Linked DNA regions of Zea mays: region 1 is linked to region 2. The links are chromatin contacts, called in public Hi-C maps. All regions are on one chromosome and are shown on one strand. Each heading gives the region's core, a stretch centred on a gene start, on an enhancer-like site or on the middle of the called end of the contact. The rest is flanking DNA. Distances are from core to core; before and after follow the strand shown. Region 1 holds the start of LOC100383243. Region 2 holds the start of LOC100216909 (Transcription initiation factor IIF beta subunit).

Evidence for each region. Hi-C and Micro-C count contacts between places; a contact is called where the count stands out from the background.
Region 1: a Hi-C map of leaf shows a contact between it and region 2, with 6 times the contacts expected there. The contact joins the promoter of LOC100383243 here to the promoter of LOC100216909 in region 2. A contact is called at or near these places in 6 of 25 Hi-C or Micro-C datasets (bundle sheath, ear, leaf and 1 more).

What each region holds. Positions count from the first base shown.
Region 1 is chr8:125,334,931-125,341,940 of Zm-B73-REFERENCE-NAM-5.0, forward strand. LOC100383243 reads right to left here and starts at 1,766. Exons shown (of 13, transcript XM_020542256.2): 1 at 1,533-1,766; 2 at 824-1,041. The coding sequence starts at 1,001. It overlaps LOC103635833, which reads right to left and starts at 6,052. Exons shown (of 1, transcript XM_020543383.2): 1 at 3,449-6,052. The coding sequence starts at 5,677. The coding sequence ends at 3,590.
Region 2 is chr8:125,058,621-125,065,439 of Zm-B73-REFERENCE-NAM-5.0, forward strand. It overlaps LOC100216909 (Transcription initiation factor IIF beta subunit), which reads left to right and starts at 4,378. Exons shown (of 7, transcript NM_001143295.1): 1 at 4,378-4,677; 2 at 5,281-5,389. The coding sequence starts at 4,444. LOC103635830 (ubiquitin carboxyl-terminal hydrolase 25) reads right to left here and starts at 2,272. Exons shown (of 10, transcript XR_004852025.1): 1 at 1,380-2,272; 2 at 799-1,288.

The DNA.
Region 1 (7,010 bases), core at 516-3,015, 270 kb after region 2:
TCATTTCTGATAAGACACGCACTTATATTCCTAATAGACCAACTACTACTCTCCCAGTGCCAACAATGGTTATTTTTCTTGGACTAAAATATGTTTCCACTTTTGAACAATGGACCCGGACTAAGCAAGATGCCCAGAATGACCAAAAGCTCTTTCTTCCATCCTCCACTCCGCAGCTGTCATCGCCACAACTACCTCCTTGCCCACCTCCACCTCCCGGTTTCCTCCTCACCACTTCATGACCGGTAGAAACCAACAATTTAAAGGTTTTCAAGAAGTAGACCCCACCTCTGCTTCATAAAAACTGCCGCTAACTGACCACCATCCCCCTTCTTCCACGTTTCCATCTGCACCTTTTCATCCTCCTCCCAACCAGCTGGCACAAGCCCCACATTCCTAGCCCAATTAGTCACCAACTCGGACCACCTAGTCGATAAAACTGCCCAGACTATCGACTGTGCTCTTGTGTGGCAGAATGGTGGCGATAAACGCCTAGGTAGCAGCATATTCTACCTTCTAGAACACTATCTAAAATATTGATGGAGGAAGCAATACCAGTCCCTTTAGCAACGGTAAGAATGGTCAGTTCACTATATATAGGCCTTCAGCTAGCATGCGACAATAGATGAATAAACAAAATGCACACTCTCCCTTAAAGCTAAAAACTTTTTAACCAGAGCTTTTGTAAGATGTCAAGACTTCGGGAACAAGCTACTGTATCTACTATGTTAATCATAAGTAGGTCAATGAAATTTTGGCCATGTAGAACAAAATCATTTAGCACACCAAAGTAACAGGCATTAGATCAAGTGCATTCACGCACCAGGATCATCATCATCACCATCGCTATCCCAGAAGGGTGGGGATGTTGAAGGGGTGTCACTGTCTGCCCGCTCACAGGACCTCCACTCGGAGAAGGACTCGCCAGAGAGACTGCGTTCATCATCCCTCATTCCAGTTGTGCTAGCAGCTGAATCATCTGTTACTGCAGAACCTGCCATCCACAAAATCCACGACCGCTCCAGACAACCTTATTCGCAGCTGTATGCAGAACAAAATCAGTTCACACACCAAACGCGTGAATGGGTGAAAAAATATTATGGCCTGGTAGAAAATCAGCACCCAGCAATTCAGAAAGCATCTTTATTAGGTCCCTGGAAAATTAGCACTCGTGCCAAATAGTTTTATTATAAACCCATGCTTCCCAGGTTTGTACTCCCCTACAAACCGGGGAGGGGGGGGGGGGTGCTGTGACCACTCACCAGTAATCATCTAAAAAAATATACATGCTCCAGCACTGATTACAGGATTCAGACTGGGACGGACCCAGCAAGGGACAGGGGTGTAAACAAAAATCATTTTTTTTCAAACAAAAATCGAAGTTAGTGGCCATAATACGTATATACACTTGTTCTTTTAATCAAGCTACTTATAATTAGATCAGATCCGAATACAGATGACCAAATAGCTTAAGTTAGGGTTTGGGCTCTCGGTTTCGCACAGCAGGAGGGGGGCAAAAGGGGCGGGCATACCTGGTAGGTCCTCGTCACCAGCGAAGGGTCCGACGAAGACCTGGCTCCTGGCTTGGGCGGCGGCGGTCGCCCAGTCGTCCCCGCGAGAGGGAGAGAGCGCACGCGGGGCGGGGTGAACGGGAGAAGAAAAGGCAAGGTGAACGCAGTACAGAGTTTTTTCCTGGCCCGGAGCTGGAATGGTGGATACCCGATGCCGTGGTTTGGCTATGATGCACGCACGCATCCAAACCAAACATTGGGTCTGTTTGGACAGCTTTTTTCTGGAAAAAAAACTAAGAATCATTAGACAGTTTTTTTCAACCTCCAAATCAGAGTTTAAGTTTTAGAAATCATTAGATTTCTTCTAGATTCCTTCAATTTGACCACTCGATAAATTTTATATTCATCTTAATTTAAACAATTTTCATATAAACGATTCTTACATAGATGAATTTAGAAGCGAAGTTTTTGACGGCCACAACTGATTTAGACAGCCAAGAGTTGAGGACTCTACACTGCTTCAATATTATATCTTCTCTAAAATGAGTCTAAGGGTCAACCTAGCCTACATAATTGGAAATTTTGATACAACTTCTATCACCTATATGGAAGCACTTCCTCCAGTAGTTGTACACATAGAGAAAAAACTAATGGTAGAATAAACTATTTTGATATGACTGATGTATTCTAAGGACTGTTTAGCACTGTTTCACTTTGCAAAATCTAGCTTAACTTCACATAACTCTAGGTAAACACTCACAGCTTCACCAAATCTATAAAAGCAGCCAAAATGGTACTTCACAAATATATATCTTCAACTCTCTCATGAAGTTAATGTGAGATTATCCACCTTTGTCATCGATTATACACTCACTCACCACACGTTTTCTGTCGTTCTATTCTCAGGAAGGTCAAGCGCTCCGTTTTGTAATACCGAGAACTAGCAACAAAGACTTTAACATCATACGTACTAGACATAGAAAATTCTTTCTGGATCCGTCAAAACTCTTATCATCGGACTCCCCTTAGGAAAGCAAGGCCATCCAGGGCAGCGTACTGTGCATAACTTAATTAGGGTGTGTTTGGTTAAGAAGTGGAGGAGGATGGAGCAGCTATATTCCTATTTTCTAAATGTTTGGTTTCCAATAAAAGAGGAGTAGAGTGGCTCTTGGAGTCTACACATAAAAAATAACCATAAATAGTTGGAATACTCCTGCTCCACCAAAACGACTAGAGCGCTTTCCTCCCTCTCCTCTTCTCTGCACTCATATGGCTCTCCAAACAAACAAAGAACGTAACGACTTCGTTATATTCTACTATTCAATCAAACAAAAAAATAGAACGCAGAATAGAACGACCCATTTTAAAAACCTGGAATGGAGCCGGTCTACTATAGTTGACTCTCTAACCAAACACAAACTTATAAAAATTAGGTGTTGTGGGATCTAACCATGTCAAGTCTAGACATAGAGACGCGCAGATCTGCAAATAGATTATTTTTTCAGGTTTATCGTTCAATGAGAGTAATGTTAAACAACACCCGGTTGTTTGTGACACCGTGACGCGCAAAGTTTGGCCATCAAATCTGGCGTACACTTCTTTATCTACTGTCTGATCTCTTCAATTTGTTTTATTTTTATCTATTCTGCGGGATGCACTTACCGGTGATTTTTTATATATATATAAATGAGAGTTCGCGTCTAAAATTTTAGCTGTAATTTTGTTCTCTCACCCATTTGATACTAAACGTTTGATGTGGATCTAATAGGTTGAAAATGAGAAGTGCTTCATGTAGAGTTGACATGTGTGACTTAAATACCAACGTTGATATATGGTTGTTGTTGTCTCTTGTTTTGGATTAATAAATCATGAATTACTAGATAATTTTAGTGTCGTACCTCAGTTTACCACTAGACTCGTAATTGTAGCCGTGCTCGTTGAAAAATCGTATGACAACGGCATTCTAAACACTCGAATGATACATAGACAAACTCAGTAATAATCACTCCGTCATTGCCTCTGCATGATTGGTGGTCGCTCCAGGACGCCGGCATGAGACAGCAGCGCCCACAGCTGCGTCATGAACTCGCCGCCGGCGCCGAGCATCTCAGCGTGAATGTCCACGTTGTCCGATGGCGCGAGGAACAGCACGAGCTCCGTCCAGAACTCGGCCAGCACCTCCCACCGCCGCGCGTCGTCGACTCCAAAGGCCGCCCTGAGCTGCCCCCAAAGCACCGCCGCCCTCTCGATGACGGTGGCGCCGACGGCTCTATCGTATGTGCCACTTTCCTGCACGGCTGCACGTACGGCCGCTCTGCGATCTCCATCTCCTCTAGCCTGGCGATTATGCTGCTATGCGTTTTGCAGCCGTCCAGGTGGTCCCGCGCCTGCTGCACCGCCGTGTCGAATATCTGCTCGGCGTTGTAGCTGGGGTCCGGCAGCATCTCCGGCACGAACGCCACCAGGTAGGCGCAGTAGTTGGACAACTTCTTCGCGACGAGCCGATGGTGGTCGTCACCGGCTGCGAAGCGGCCAGCTGGACGGAAACTATAAGACCAGTCACAGCTCGTGGTGACCACGTGCCACGCCAAGATCTGATCGGTGACCATGGGAAGCCTGCACGCCCATGCCAGACGCGGCAACAGATGGTGCTTTCGCAGTGTCGCCACACCATTGCTGAGGTGGCAATGGTTCTGTTTGAGCCAGAGGAGCACGGCGCGCTTCACCTCGGGAGGCAGCGGCTTCCTCCTGCCCCGCTTCTGGCCCTGCCGACGCGGCTCCACCAGGTAAAGCGTCAGCCACGAGAGCAGGTTACACGGCCGGCGTTCGAATCGCTTCAGGAGCACGTACTGGCCGACCTTGTCTTCCCAGTACCTCGTCTCCGGCGGCGCGATGCTCTGCTTCCACCACAGGTGGTGGCCCAGCCGCCGCCCCGACCACCGCCGGTCGTCGCGCACGCAGCGGTACACGGTCTTAACGTACCTCCAGTTGGAGGAGAAGCCGGCCACCGCCTGGAACACCTCAAGGCCCGCGGTGATCACGACAAGGAGCATGGTGACGGAGCGGTCGAGGTTGCGCACGCCGATGTGGAGGCGGTGGTAGCCGGGGCCGAGCGTGCCGAAGAACGCCGTCCACATGGTCAGCCCCGCCACGGCAACGGCGATGCAGATGTACGTCTTGGCTCCCACCAGCACAATGTTCCTGGTGTAGAAGAAGTCGTAGAGGAAGGCGAGCTCCGCCTCGACGACCCGGAAGGCGGCGTCAGGGCCGGTGGCGTCCATGTGGATGAGCCCGTTGAGGACGAGGCTGCGCGCCTTCTCCGAGCCGGCCTCCGCCGGAACGTACCCGTAGAACCGGCGCTTCAGCAGCTTGAACAGGGCGAACGCGAGGCAGAAGTCCTTGGCCCTGTCCTTCTCGACATCGCTGTCCGGCTGCTGATCGATCCACTGGTAAACTTGGTCGATCGTGACGACCGACTTGACGGCGCTCTGGGAGAGCATGTTTTCCCGGACGCGGTGGCCGCCGGTGTGGATGACCGGCTCCATCACCTCCTCGCCGTGGAAGATGTACGCGTACCCTTGCATGGTGGCGGGGTCAGCTGCAGGCTGCTGCTGGACGCCGTCAGCCTCAGCCATGTACTCGGCCATGTACTCGGCGACAACCCTGACAGACAGGTCGGGGCGGCTGACCTCGATCATCTCGGCTATCTTGGCAGCCGTCTTGAGCACGTTGAGCGCCCAGAACGCCCAGATGGCGGCGCGGTAGCTGGCGTTGTGGCCGGTGGCGTTGACGATGAGCCAGAGCACGAGGCCCGTCTGGAGGACGTGCTGCAGCAGCAGCTTCTTGCGCTGGTCCACGTCGCGGCGGCTGTGCACGGGCGCCGAGTACGCGCTCGCCTGGATGAGCAGCAGCGCGGCCGCCCAGAGCACGAACGTCTCGCCGCGGAAGGGCCCGTCCTGGATGATCCCCACGGCGTAGGAGACCACCACGTAGGACATGGAGTAGGCCATCCACATGGCGCCGCGGAGCAGCTTGTCGCTGCTGCGGCGGTTGGCGGAGCCGTAGAGCACCAGGGCGGCGAGGATGAGCGCGCTCAGGAGCACGACTGCCTCCAGGCGCAGCAGGCTGCCCTGCACCGTTCTGAGGCTCTCCCTGATGCCGCGCATGGCTGCCCGGCTTACCTCCGTAGTGGAGTCGCCTGCCTGGATCCACTGGCCAGCGGGGGCACTTGAAATGGCACAAGCCGATCATGGAAAGCCGCCAGCGCCTTGATCCATGAAGGAAGAAGATGAAACTTGAAGGGGATTGAAGGGGAAACGGGCAAGAAACGGTAACGAATGGAATTGGAATTGCTGTTCATTTGCAAGGTGCCAAGAGAGCTTCTTTTGCGAGTCATGGCCCTTGGCCATGGCTTGTGGCGGTGGGCATTCTTTGCAAGATAAGAATCTCCTGCAAAGTCTCAGGAACCCGCCTTTCTTCTCTCTGAAACCTGTCAGACATCGAAATCCTTCCTTGAGTTCCTTCTCGCTTAAATCTGCCGGATATTAAAATAGTTACAACACTCCTCAGCAGCTGGTAAATTGCCTTTTCAGCTTCTCTGTTAGAGCACGAGTTTGGACCGATGAGATGGCACCGGATGAAGAAAAGAATATATCCCATCCAACATCCGTTTGGAGACGAACACGCAGATACCAGTTCTCAATACCAGACCATGATCGTAAAGCTGGGAACTTGAGTGCTCAGGGAGAGGAAGCATAGTGTATGGGGTGGGGGATCTGCAAGTCAAAGAACCCACGCATTGTGGGTTGTGGCTGAACAAGAACTTGAGTGTCTGTTAGGCAAATACCATAAAAAACTTGATGACCACTAGTTAAGCAATTTCCAGTGTGGTGACTCTGATTTATTTACCATTATAGCACATCAGCTGGAAGAGGAAACGTGGTATGAAAAGCACATGCTGGATCAAGCAGGGCATTGTGCTACTGCCATCAGTATCCCGGTCCGGAAACTAAACAGCGTAGTAGGAATGTAAGATAGCTGGATAGGAATCAATACTACATAAGAAGTCCCATCAGAGGGACACTAGTTCTCGATTCTCACACCAAGTATCATCGCAAGTGACCTGCAGGCCCACGTACAGAAGTCACAGAAAGCCCTAAGCAGCCAAGTGGCATTCTCTAGTTTCTGTTAGTGTGGGTTTGCAGGTCACTGATATAAAGAGCATCTTCAGTAGTTTTGTAAAAAAAGCTTCCTAAAGATAAACGTGAGAAATTGCTAAATGATAGTAGAGAGTTAAAAATATATGTTCTCAGTATTTCTCTATTTTTAGCTGCCAAATATTTCAAACTATATCAGCCAGAAACTCCTCTCCCTCTCACGTTCTAGAAAATTATACCTCCTGGATCCTATGGAATTTTCATCATCCTAGACCTAAATGCGTTTAGGTACTGTAAAGATACCCACGGTTACTGTTTATGCTGAGACCTATTGGCCTACATT
Region 2 (6,819 bases), core at 3,128-5,627:
CCCACCGGCCGACTAGCCATTACATCCAGCAGCTTCGTGGAGGAAGATATGACAGCAGCTTTGTGTATTGTTTGGATCACGACCTTCGTCCCAATACAATGATCCGGGATCGTAGACCCCTTGAGCTTGGGGTCACGTACCAACTCTAAGATTCACGTCCCAAAGAGGTATACCCCCCTCATCCCCCACTTTTTGAAAATGTCGACCTCGACCCACGACCCCGTTCCTCAACCCCCAATGACCCGGGAATGTTGTGACTATGATTTTGACAATTTCAATTTGGAAAGAGACTCAAAAGAGCTTAAAAGGCATTTTCACCAGTTTTGGAACAATCACAAGGATCCATGGTTGGGGTCACACCAACTTTGTTCTGTAGTATTCTTAAAAAAAATCTATAGTAAGCAGTCATAAGCTAGAGAGATTACCAGAGTTAGCTTTGCCTTGGTGAAAATGACAACATATAAACTTTCCCGAGAAAGGAATAGTAAGCTTTTCCTTCTCCAAAAAAGTAGCCAAGTAGGGTAATTTCAAGAGGTCCAAACTAACATTTACATTCCTATGGATTTGAATACTAAGGGAACAGCAACATTTGCCTACAGGAAAAAAAATTAGATTGCAAGAGAAGAGGCTGGTGAAACTTCCTACATGATTTTGTTTCCACTGAAAATATTATTATCAACCCTAAAGCATCGTAAAACGGCTTTTGCATCTTTAGCAAGTAAACAGTGAAAATTCTTGCAGTACATAGAACCTTCGTCTAGGAACCATTTGTTCCTTTTTAGATAAAGAACAGCATACCTTTCACAGCAATATTTGTTTGCGCCATCCAAGGTCTCCGGATGAAAGAAGCGGGAAAGGGCATCAGCAACAGAACTGCTCCCAGGTAGATCGAGACTGATATCCATTATCTCATCAGTCTTGTTAGATTCTCCCTTGCACTCAAGGCACTTCACTTGACTCAGTAATGCCCCGCCAAATGTCTCCCTCATAACCAGACAAACCCCCTGCCCCCGGACATCCTCACCACAGTTTCCACTGGCAGCTGCTGCACGTAACCCCTTGCGCATGCGGAGGTCAGCAGTGTGACAGGCATCTACGACATAGCGGAGGAACTCGTGTGCATCCTCCTGGCGCCCCCACCTGAAGTGCTCGGCAAATAGGGGCATGCAGCGGATAACCTTTGCTGGGGAATCGAGCGCCCCAGCATCTGCCCGAAGCAGCCGAGCAATCTGCCGCTCAAGCACGCATAGCGCGCAGTCATTGTCCCTATTCGGGAACACCTTCTTGCCTACCAGCAAACAAACCAAAATCAACCACTTGATGAGTTGCGGAAAAAAAAAGAGCGCGCAAGTGGTAAAGCGGGCGCTAGGGTTTCCTACACTGGTTGGAGTGGCGAGAGGCGAGGCAGAACGTGGCGAGGGGCGGCGTGGACGCGAGGCACTGTAGGACGCTGTTGAGGTAGCATGTGTTGCCGAGGTTCTTCAGCCCCGGGGGTGGGCCCGTGCGGGGGCGCCATTGGGGCGGCCGCGAAGACGGCTCCGCGGTCGGGGCCATCACCGGCTCCGAGGGGCGGATGCGGCGGGGATAGCACCGCCGCGGGAAAGCACAAGGCCCCCCTCCTCCTCCTTTCCACGAAGCGCCGCCGCCGCCGCCAACTCATCCGATCGCATCGCCCACCTGCGGGCGCCGCGGCGGAACGGCCACTGTGGAGAAGTTGGGCACTCCCGACGCGAGCCCTGGGATTGGCGCCGCCGGCAAGGCGAGGCAAGAGAGATGGGGAAGGGTCGCGCCCTCGAATCGAGTAACGGGACGGCGACGGGGTGAAGAGAGAAGAGAGGGGATGCGAGGAGTCTGATTATTCCCCGTCTGGGTCAGAATCAGAACTCAGAGCTTGGAAGAGAGATGGGCGAAGGGAAGAGAGACGAGTGAAGAGTTGGAAAGTGTTTTGAGTTAGATGACTAAAGTTTAGTTTATACCATATCAACTAATAGAATATCAATCATGATTATTAAGAAGTTGTTTAGTTTTTCTGACTATAGTTTAAACCGGAATGATTATTAAATACATGCTTATATAGATTTAATTAGGCTTAGTAAATATATCTAATCGTTTAGTCTTCATCTTGCGATTAGATTTATAATTAGACTTTATTTAATATTTAAAACCGGTCTTCAAACATTCGTCGTGATATGTACTAAATTTTAGTGTAGAGAAACCAAACACACCCTATATATAGACTTAATTAGGTTTAATAAATTATTAAGTGTTGTAATCTTCATTTGTCTAATTAATTTTACAATTAGACTATATTTAATATTTTTAAAAATTCTATACTTTATATACTTAAAGCATCAGTTTCAACGGTCGTCATGCGTCATTTTTTTACAAATAACCAAAAAAAAGTTATTTCAAATTAATCCGTTGCACGTCTATAGATGCCAAACGACGCCCGGTACGGGCTAGATGCATGCGGGCCACAACTATGGCACAGGCACGTCATGCCGGTCTGCTAACTGTGTCGGGCCAGCCCGTTAGCCCGTCGATCCATTTAATTAAAGCAGCGTAACGACGCCCGACACGAGCTAGATGCACGCGGGCCACAACTATGGCACAGACACGTCATGTCGGTCTGCTAACTGTGTCGGGCCAGCCCGTTAGCCCGTCGATCCATTTAATTAAATCAGCGTAAAATGTTAAAAAATAGTGCATGGGGTGGGGTTTGAAACCCATGCCCTAATGGAAGAGGGGTGGGAGACACTGGGTGAAACTGTTTAACCAGTAAAACATCACGTTAAGATATTTTTAATATTGAATATAAATTGTATATAGGTATATACCTTTTTGTAAAATAAAAAAATAATCGTGTCGGACTGGGCCGGCACTACGGGCCGAGGCTACAGCTCAAGCATGTCACGACGTTCTTGGCTCTTGCAGCACTAGGTCGTTTCTGAGACCACATTGGCGCAATGGACTACATGGTATTTGAGGTTGCTGAATTGGATAGAGCAACAATGATTTGTCACACTAACAACAAAATGAAAGGTTATTTGTTGGTTTTAAACGTTAGTAATTGCTACGAAGTAGCATAATTTACGTGGAGCGCATCTAGTTTTTATTGATGCCCGACTTTAGCAATCACTCTATATTTTAATCTATCTTTTTTATAAGTTTGACTTTATGAGACTTATTTTAGAAACTTGATCTCACAAACTCTTTTATTTGGTCTCTGTGTGATGGAATTATGTCATTTTATAATCTCTGTTCATTCAGTCAATCGTTGTGAACTCTCTTCTAATCGCTCACTTCATTGGCCGTGTTGTACCAAGACATATTTGCATGGAGTAAACAATAACATCAGTTAGCCAAATCAAAAAATATATTATACAGAGAGCGGAGACAATCAATAAAAAATCTTGAAATTTTTTTGATGGATAGTTTACGTGGGTATTGTTGTAAGCTGTCGCAACGCACGGGCAACCGACTAGTATATTTGACAAGTGACTCTGACAATTTGTTTGACCGAACCCTAAACCCTAAATAATATAATATTCGCGTGTTGCAACGTTAAAAATTATATTTGATAAGTGACTCTAGCAATTTGTGTTGATCGAAGGTGTATATACTTGCTAGCTTCTATGTGCTACCTACTTACTTTTACTTTTATATAAGAGAGTTCACAATGACAGAAGAACCGGGAGAAATTGGTGTTTAGATCTTGACCTTCGAATGATAGCTCCAAAGAGAGCATCGACATGATAATTAGGTCAGAATGACACAGGTCCGATAGACAATAGATCGGGTCGTGCTCAGGTGGAGCTAAAAATGTGCGGGGCCATGGACATGCATATCCACACACCGGTGATATGCTTGCACAGACAAACATTAGTATAGTCAAGAGGATGGTTGAGAGCACCTAGAGGCGATGAATAGATGATTCTGCGAAATTAACTCTAAACAACACAAACTTGGTTTATAATTTATGTTAGTGAAAACGAAAACCAAGTTAGGATGCAGAAGAGAGAAGAAGGGAGAACTCTTCACTTGATTGCTCATTTAGGATGAGTATTAAACTTAGGAGCAATATTTGAAGTTTGAAGTTTTCGTATATATGATACCGTGTGGGACCGTTTTTATCAAAAGGTTTTTAGTGGATCATAGTAAATAAGATATTTGTGTAGATAACAGTAGATTAAAGTCTAAAATAAGAGAGGAGATGGTGGATGAAATAGGGGAGTTTTGACAGCCTAATTGTAATTGGAAGCCTTTCTTGGCCTGCCCTCGGCGCGGAACCGTCCCGCACTCACGCATCAGCGTCGCACACTCGCACGTGCCTCCGTCTTCGCTCCCTCGGTCCCTCCGCAGCGTCAGATCGACCGTCGCTCGCGGAGCCCTAGCGACGCCGTTCTCAAGTCCGAGCCGGAGTAGCACGAGAGCCTTGCGGATATGAGTCGCGCCGCGGCAGCAAGAACGATGGATGAGGAAGCCGAGTACCTGGAGACGGCTCGGGCCGACCGCTCCGTGTGGCTCATGAAGTGCCCCCCGGTCGTTTCCCGCGCCTGGCAGGCCGCCTCCGCCTCTTCCTCCGATGCTGCCAACGCCAACCCCGTCGTTGCCAAGGTCGTCCTTTCCCTTGACCTGTTGCGCCAAGAAGAACGCCCGGAAGAGCCTACGCTCCAGGCAAGTACCCACAATCCTCTCCACCCTGCTGGTCCCTTCCCCGTGATTCGGCTATAAATTCTAGAATCTCCAGGAGCGAACTGGTGGGGAATTTTTGAAATCCTGTCTTTGCTTAATTGGCTACTACACTGAAGGCGTATGCTCGAAAAAATTGTGTACCTGTTGTCCTGTTTGAGTTACTTCAAGGGTTGGTGAGAAATATGCATATGGATGGGGGTGGGAGCCCTAAATTTTGTTTCTAGATGCAGGACTGGTTTTGACTATACTGGATTGGCTGTATATTTGGCACGAAACAGATTGGTAGACTCACTGGACCGCAGGAAGAACAAGAGGAATAATTCACTGTTATCGTGGATAAACTAAATTTGTATTCAACGAAAGCAAGTGTTCATATTCCAGTTGATTGCATAGTTGCTGTGGTCTAGATACGCTACATGTCACACATCGATCTTGTTGAAAGTGTGATTGCAAATTGTTAGGTGACTAATTTTAAGACCAGATGACATAATCGAATTCCTTGGTATTAATGCTGCTCACTATCTGTTTGTTTCATGTATATGTTTTGGCACCTACCATTCTTACATCATGCTATTGCAATGACAGTTCAAGATGGAATTGGCTCAAACTAACACCGGGAATACACCTAAGAGCTACTCTTTGAATATGTTCAAAGATTTCGTTCCTATGTGTGTTTTCTCCGAATCTAACCAAGGTAGGATCCAGATTCACAGCTCTACACTGCTTAAATGAAGCATCTCTATCTATGATTGGAATCAATTTTACTGCCCAGAGACATTACTTGCCTTTGTTCTTGCATGGCAGATATCCATTGATGCTTAGTTCTAATGATACCATTTTATTTAGCACAATGGTTTTGTTTGGTACAATTATAATATTAATCATCATATGTTGTAGCATATACATTTCTGGCTATATTCTTGTGGGATAGAAACTTGTTAAAGGGGTGTTTGGTTTGTGGAGTAAAATAGTCCATCATCAGTTTTTGTTTGGTTTGTGGAATAGAATGAATTAATCTGTCACCACCTCATTCCTTACAAGCTAATAATTAGTATTAGTATGAGGAATATGTTCATTCCACTAAATTTGATGAATGGACTAATGATGTATTGCCCGAACTAGAATGTGTTGATTCCCCAAACCGAACACTCCATAAAATCGCCCCGTTTCTATATTATATTTTACATTATAGTGATTAAGTCATCTGAAATAAATTCATGCAGTTAGACATATGTGCAGTTACATGTCTGACATAAATATACGTGCTTTGATGGTTATTTGTTTACCATTATTTCTAGAATTCTAGACCATTTGATTTACAGTAGGTTCAGTTCCTATATTATGTTAATACATAGAGGGAAATTTATGCTAATGCTAAGAAACTTCCACATAATCAGTGCATGTTGACTTATCTCATCAAAAAGTTATTTGGAAAGAATTTTGAAAACTAAGGCTATATCTTAAGTTTTCCTTTAAACTTATCTGAGCCATTGGTTTGCAGACTGATTTAATTATTATATTATGATTGCTTTGGTTGCTAAGACATGTTATTTTCTGACAGCCTAGTAGAAGAAATTAAGGACAGTGTTTTTAGTTTTTTGCTCTGTTATCCATTCACGAAGCTAATCTCCCAGATGGTTATGAGTCTAGTGTGGCCCCACCTCCATCCATGTGTTACCTAGCATCAGTGCCATGGTCTACAGCCATGATCCATCGGCTTCTTCCCTTCACACACTGTGGCTTTGTTTGTTTGGGCTTTTGGTGCTGCTTTTGCTTCCCCCAAAGCCAAAAGCCAAACCAAAGAGGCTGCTTTTTCAGATTTTGTTGTTTTCCCGTATTACATTTTTGTGGCATTTCCCTGTATGTCAATGCAATTTTGCCCAATACCTTATTTGCCATCACAAATGTCCCAATTTCTTCTATGCCACTTGGATGCAATTGTTTACTCTTCCATACCATCGCTAGTGGCATAAAAGGGATTATGATCTGTGTTTCTCTTATCCTCTATGCCACTGGTGATGGCATGGAAGGGTAAGAAATTGTATCCGAGTAACATAGAAGGGATTAAGACATTTGCGATGGCAAATAAGGATCTGAACAAAATTGTAGTGGCATGCATAGAAT